Linked DNA regions of Pan troglodytes: region 1 is linked to region 2. A link is a contact called in public HiChIP or PLAC-seq data. All regions are on one chromosome and are shown on one strand. The core of a region is the stretch at or near the end of the contact, and the rest is flanking DNA. Distances in the headings are between cores, read along the strand shown.

What was found. HiChIP or PLAC-seq counts read pairs in DNA pulled down with a chosen protein or histone mark.
Region 1: a contact with region 2 is called in an H3K4me3 HiChIP or PLAC-seq map of stem cell-derived excitatory neurons, with 3 times the contacts expected there. The contact joins the promoter of NT5C3A here to the promoter of LOC748640 in region 2. A contact is called at or near these places in 1 of 7 Hi-C or Micro-C datasets (stem cell-derived neural progenitor cells) and 1 of 1 datasets of contacts at active chromatin or transcription factors (stem cell-derived excitatory neurons).

Annotation. Positions count from the first base shown.
Region 1 is chr6:38,825,277-38,828,783 of NHGRI_mPanTro3-v2.0_pri, reverse strand. NT5C3A (5'-nucleotidase, cytosolic IIIA) reads left to right here and starts at 2,170. Exons shown (of 9, transcript XM_001167622.8): 1 at 2,170-2,459. The coding sequence starts at 2,307.
Region 2 is chr6:38,705,272-38,708,647 of NHGRI_mPanTro3-v2.0_pri, reverse strand. It overlaps LOC748640 (retinitis pigmentosa 9 protein), which reads left to right and starts at 1,537. Exons shown (of 6, transcript XM_054655538.2): 1 at 1,537-1,773. The coding sequence starts at 1,622.

The DNA.
Region 1 (3,507 bases), core at 921-3,420, 120 kb before region 2:
TGTTGCTCACACAAAGCCTGTTTGGTGGTCTCTTCACATGGACGAGAGTGAAATGCAGCACCATGCCCAGCTAATTTCTTTGGTTTTGCAGGGATTGTAGAGACAGGGTCTCGCTATGTTGCCGAGACTGGTCTCAAACTTGTGGCCTCAAGCAATCCCCCAACCTTGGGCTTCCAAAGTGCTGAGATTACAGGCACCAGCCACCTCACCTGGCCTGATTTCTTTCATCAGTATTTTGTAGTTCTCCGTGTAGAGATCTGCATTAGTCTGTTTTCTGGCTGCTGATAAAGACATACCCCACACTGGGCAATTTACAAAAGAAAGAGGTTTAATTGGACTTCCAGTTCCACGTGGCTGGGGAAGCCTCACAATCATAGTGGAAGGCAGGGAGCAAGTCCCATCTTACATGGATGGGAGCAGACAAAGAGAGAATGAGGAAGACGCAAAAGCGGAAACCCTGATAAAACCATCAGATCTCCTAATACTTAGGTCACTACCACGAAAACAGTATGGAAGAAAACACCCCAATGATTCAATTATCTCCCACCAGGTCCCTCCCACAACACATATGAATTATGGGAGTATAATTCAAAATGAGATGTGGGTGAGGATACAGGGTCAAACCATATCAAGATCTTCCATGTCTTTCAACAAGAATAATTAATATGTTAATTCACAGAGAAGCTGAAATAGTCTCCAAACATGGCCAACCCTCTTAGATTCAGAAACACAAGGTTTACACTTATAAAAAACATATGGACCCCTTTCCTCCTGGAAATTTACTACCAGGGTTTGTAGTCTAATTGACTATACTCCTACAGCTTTAACATCTCATATATATGATAATCAGACCTATGATATAGTATAACTAGTTAAAATAGAAATCATATTTCAGAGTACCCACATTCTTCCCATGCGCAGTTGACGGGCCATATTACAAAAACAAAATTTGGAACTCCATTTCTGTTTTAGATTGTCCACAGCTTCAAGACGAATGTTATTGTCTACAAAATGTTTAAAATCCTGAAATTATAGAAACGTGGCTTTAGTCTCTACCCATTCAAAATAATATGTAATATATGGAAAATGTTTTTGTTGAGGAAGAAAGATAAATGAGACTGTGACCATCTTAGGCCTCACAATCAGACAACATTTAAGTCATATTGGTATTTGGTGCAAAACTGGATTCATAAAAAATTGGCGACAAAATGACACAGTAATCTAGATATTGATACTCAAATATTCTGGGTATTAAAACTCAGTCTTCTTCAGGTTATACTCCCAGCTAACTTACTTTGGGACACGTTCTCGGTCTATACTGAGTCTGTGTTCCCAGGCTTAAGTCCTCAAACTTGGCCGAGTAATAAAACTAACCATGATTTCTTTAAGTTTTAGTGCCTGTTATTTCACCTTTCGGTCGACAAATCGTTTTTCTCATGTTCCTCTGTCTTACATCAATTTAATTTGTAGACCAGCCAAATAACCTAAAAGGCTAGAAGGAAACAATTTTTCCTCCCCTACAACTATTTCCTCTAGTCCTCCGGGTGAAAGTTGTTCCACGTCCTGGGCAGAGAGAGCCCCACCAGGCAGCACCACCAGCTCCACAGAGTTGGAGCGATTCCCCCAAGAAGCTCCCCTGCGCCCCTCCTCACCCCCAGAGACCAGCAGAAGAAATGGCATCTATCCCTTGGAAGACACTAGGCAGGAGAGAACAACTGCAAGCCCTTCGGCTCACACAGAAAAAAGGATGGCGGAGGCGGCGAATGGGATGCAGCAGAAACCCCGCGGCTGCGGCGGAAGGGACACGGCCCCTCTCCCGCCTAACTCTGAGCCATCTTCCCCGCGTTGTTATAGCACTTAGAACGGACGCCACTGCGCAGGTCACACCGTGCCGCGCCGCCTTCTGGGGGCCGGAGTCCAGAGGGGCTGAGGCGCGAAGGCGGAGACCGACTTCTTAGCGGGCCGCAGTTGGAATTAGATTTCTACTGGGGCGGGGCTCGAGCGAACCACGGCCTAATCCTCATTAGCAGAGAAGGATAATTACCGCAATACTCTGCCCTGCCCTGACAGCAGCTCGTGAGACCCTGAGTCCGCTGAAGGCCGCCTCCAGCCTGGGCTCCGGGCACAGGCCACGCCCCTCCCGCCGCGTCCTCGCCTCTTCCATCGATGGCGTGTGGGTGGGGCTTCGTGGGGGCGGAGCTGCGCGGGGCGGGGCGTCGCGGGCTCGTCCGTGATGCTCTGGGATCCCGCGCTTCCGAGACTCGCTGTCTACGCGAGCTGCCTGTTTTTTTCCTGCCTGGACGCGCATGAGGGCCCCGTCCATGGACCGCGCGGCCGTGGCGAGGGTGGGCGCGGTAGCGAGCGCCAGCGTGTGCGCCCTGGTGGCGGGGGTGGTGCTGGCTCAGTACATATTCACCTTGAAGAGGAAGACGGGGCGGAAGACCAAGATCATCGAGATGGTGAGTGTGGAGGCTCGGCGCGCCCAGAGCACGCGAGGGGCCGGCTGGGCCGTCTGCTGGCCTCGGCAGCCTGTGCTGGGCCGCTGCTCGGTCGCGACTGGGAGCTGCCGGCGTCGCCTGTCAGGCTGGGATCTCGCTAGCTCGGGACGCGCAGCTTGGGGGACCCGGCCGCCCCGCGTGCGGCCACTCCGCGGGCTTGGTGACCAGGGTTTGGTCCCCGGCTGCGGCCCTTGGCTGCCCGTGGTCTTTGTTAGGTTTCCGTTTGAAGGAGCAAGGCAGAAAATAGATGAATCGGACACAGGCTACTTTGTGCTGCAAAACCCGTTTCTCTAGAGATAAGCTGCATGTCCTGGGCAGGTCGCTCCTTCTCTCCCTGCCTTGCTCCCGCCCTCCCCCCGGATCCGCGTCAAACCGTTGCCGCTAATCTAGTTGCAATTCCCGCAGAGGACTAGTTTTATGTTGGGGCTGCCATGAGTTAGATTATGAAAATGTGCAATATCTAAAATTTTACAAGAATGGCAATCCAGGAGAAATTCAGGATAGTTTATTTTGTATTTGAATGTATTCCTTCTTGTCTCAAAACTCCCACGAAATATCTTTGTTTTCATCTTAACTCCCAAAGCTCTTGTATACATTTTCGAATTTAATTTTTTATTGAAGAGGGTGTCTCAAGAATTCCCTTTGAGATACATTATAAGTAATTGTTTCAAAAATGAGGATATTTAGTTTCGTTTTGTATTTTAATTAGAACCCACTCAGGAAGACAATTCTTGCACAAACTTGCACGCTTATGTATTTCCTGAAATGCATAATCCTGGGTATACGCCTGACCGTGTGCTATACATGTGAATATCTAGGGTCAGATGATTTATGATAGAAAAAAATTTAAAATCTACATTAAATAATATCATTTTAGGGTGTAATACTTGGAATTTCTCAGCACCTGCGATATGTTCCAACTGACGAAAGACACGATTTGTCCTATTGGTTGTATTGACCCCAGGTTGAATACAGACGTATTTGCATAATTAAAATTAGCCAGTGTCCC
Region 2 (3,376 bases), core at 288-2,787:
CACTACGCCCGGCTAATTTTTTGCATTTTTAGTGGAGACGGGGTTTCTCCATGTTGGTCAGGCTGGTCTCGAACTCCTGACCTCAGGTGATCTGCCTGCCTCGGCCTCCCAAAGTGCTGGGATTACAGGCATGAGCCACTTTAGCAAGTCTCTAAAAATAAATAAAGAATAAAATCTACCACCAAAGAAAAGCTCTGGACCTAATTGCTTCACTGGTGAATTCTACCAAACATTTAAAGAACTAACACCAGTTTGGCCGAGTGCAGTGGCTCATGCCTGTAATCCCAGCACTTTGGGAGGCTGAGGCAGGTGGATCACAAGGTCAGGAGATCGAGACCACGGTGAACCCCGTCTCTACTAAAAATACAAAAAATTGGCTGGGTGCAGTGGCGGGCGCCTGTGGTCTCAGCTACTTGGGAGGCTGAGGCAAGAGAATGGCGTGAACCCCGGGGGACAGAGCTTGCAGTGAGCCAAGATCACGCCACTGCACTCCAGCCTGGGCGACAGGGCGAGACTCTGTCTTAAAAAAAAAAAAAAAAAAAAAACTAACACCAATTCTTTTCAATCATTTCCAAAAAAATTAAAGAGAAAGGAAAACTTCCTATCTCATATTGAGGCTAGCATTACCCTGATACAAAGCCAGACAAAGACGTTATAAGAAAACTACACCCCCAAATCACTTATCAACATTAATGCAAAAATTCTCAACAAAATGGTAGGAAAACAGGTTGAATACCTTATTAACAGGGTAATGCACTATGACCAAATGGAATTGATTCCTGGAATACAAGGATGGTTCAACACACACAAATCAATAAATGTAATATGCCACATTAACCTACTTGCACCTACTTGCTGCAAAACAAGTAAGAGGCCCAGGGAAGGTGTCCGTTTAGATTCCATATGAATTTTAGGATTGGTTTTCCTATTTCTGCAAAAAAAAAAGTCAGTGGGATTTTGCCAGGGATTGCACTGAATGTGTAGATCACTATAAGGGTGGTAATAACACAAGTTTAAGATTAAAGACATTCTTATTAAGGGTTTAGCTGATTGGTACATAACAAGTGCTGTGTATGGTAGCTTTTATTTTCATCTCCAGAACCTATACCTTGCTAAATACAATATACATTGACTATGTTTTAAGCATGGATCATATGATCTGAAAATTGGAGAATTTATATGCAGAGTATTGCTTTCTTCCAAAAATGGCGGAATCCTATTGCTATGTAATGAGCAGCTCCCGTGGGTCTGGTCACTAGGGATCTACAAACATGACTTGCACAAGACCCCTTGCCTCGGTCGGGAACCTCAAAGGGGCAGGGAGATGAGTGTGGCCTGGCGGGAACCCTGAAGCTCCTGGAAGCTTCCCCAGGCTCCCAACCAGGGCCCCGCCCCGCCTCGGCTCCAGCCGCCGCCAGCGGGCGCTCCCCGCCCACCGGCGGCTGGGCTCTGGGGCTCTGCGCACCGACTTGGGGCCGGCCGCGGGCAGGCGGGGATCTGGCGGCCGAGGCCGGGACTTCGGGTCCCCTCCCGGGCGAGTCGCGGGGCTGCGGCGGGAAGGGGCGCCGCGCGGAGGAAGTGCCCTCTTGGCCGCAGCCAGAGCCGCGCCGCAGGTGCCGCGATGTCGACCTGGCCGGGGCGCGAGGATGCGAGGGCTGGGGGCGCGTGGTGGTCGCGGGAGCTGCCGGATCAGGAGCTGCAGCGGGCCCGGGAGCAGAAGCGGCGGCGGCACGACGCCCAGCAGCTGCAGCAGCTCAAGCACCTGGAGTCTTTGTGAGTCTCGAGCAGCCGTCTGGGCCGCAGTCCGCGCGCCGCCCGTCTTCTGGGAACAGGGGCGCCGGGCGCCGTGTTGGGCGCTGGGCTGGGTCCTCCAAGCCCCCAGGACCCAGGCAGGGGTGCGGGCCTGTGAGGAACCTAGTGCCTGCGACGGGACTTCTAGTCCTCACTGGGTGGGGAGCGAGGCCCTCCCGGCCACGGAGGGGCCCTGGAGGCCGCGGCGCGGGTGGGCGGGGGCCTCGGCCCGGGGAGGCGGCAGCGGCTTGCGCTCCTCGCCCCCGCTTTGGTGTGGGCGTCGCCTCTTTTGGGGAAGCCAAGAGTTGTTGGCGCTTGCTCGGCATTTGTGGACCGAACAGGCAAGTTCAACCGAGCACGCTGCCCCCGCGCTCCACCCCTGAGTTCCCTGGGCCACTGCGACATGGAGAAACCCCGTTCTTTTCATCCTCTGCTATGGAGAAGGGACGAGGACACGGGTCCTGCAGTGTTGGTGTGGCGAGGCCGGGAAGAAGAGAGAATGGGCGGCGGGGACTGGCCACGGCGCTGCCAGGTAGAACAAAGGCGGACTTGTTCTCTCCGGGTTGGAGGGATTTTTTTTTTTAACCAGGGTCCAGGGTGGGCATTCAGGGAGCCAGCTGCCGCTTGGCACCACGCGGAATTCGGGCCCTGACTTGGGAGGCCTTGCGCTCCCGTGGCTCCAGTTCAAGGAGGATCCAGATGACCCGGGAGAGTGTGGTGTAAAGAAGATTCAAAGGTGGGGGAGGGAGATATGGCTTCCCTCTACCCTTCTAGGTTCTTTAGCTGGGCCACAGATTAAATTGTCATAAGACAGATTAACAAGAGAAAAACTATTTTTACATACCCATGCACTGGAGGGCCACAAAAGTGGGAGACTGAAAGAAGGGCCAGGGAATAGGAGCATGGGCCTTTTGGGGCGTGGTGGAGACAAATTATGGAAGGGTCAAAATGTATGATGAATAAAGGTTGCTTTGTTAGGCTCCCAGGTGATAAAAGCTGTCTCCAGGCAGCTGTCTTTCTGATACAGATACGTTTACTCATGGAAATTTCCTTTAAAGATGTAAATTTTTCTTTACAAAAGGGGAGCAGTTGCTGGCGAGGTGAAGTTTTCCTGTGTTGGCTGGTTCTGTTTCTTTTAGCTCAGAGTCATCAGTACGTCAGGGTGGCATATTTTGGTGCCAATTAATTTGAGCTTTTTCATATATTTTGGTAATGAAATATCACATGCCTGTAACACATATAAACATAGGCATACAAACAGAAGCAGATCTTTTATAAGATTCTTCACTAGCCAGTTTTCTAATAGTCTCTGTCCACTTCAGATGATCGTCTGAAGCGATCATCCACTTAGATCGTCTACTTAGTGATCCTCCACTTAGTGATCGTCCACTTTAGAGGATCAGTCTCTTGATTATCTTTTCCACTACGCTAAGTAATTAGTAGCTAGGCAACCCTAAGCTTGCACTTTCAAAAGCCTATTAGATGAAACAAAGTAAAAAATGTACATCTAAAAGACACAGAACTTGTACCTAAACAGAATTATTTGCTGAGACAAAGAAAGGCATAGGTTACAAACTGGTTAAAA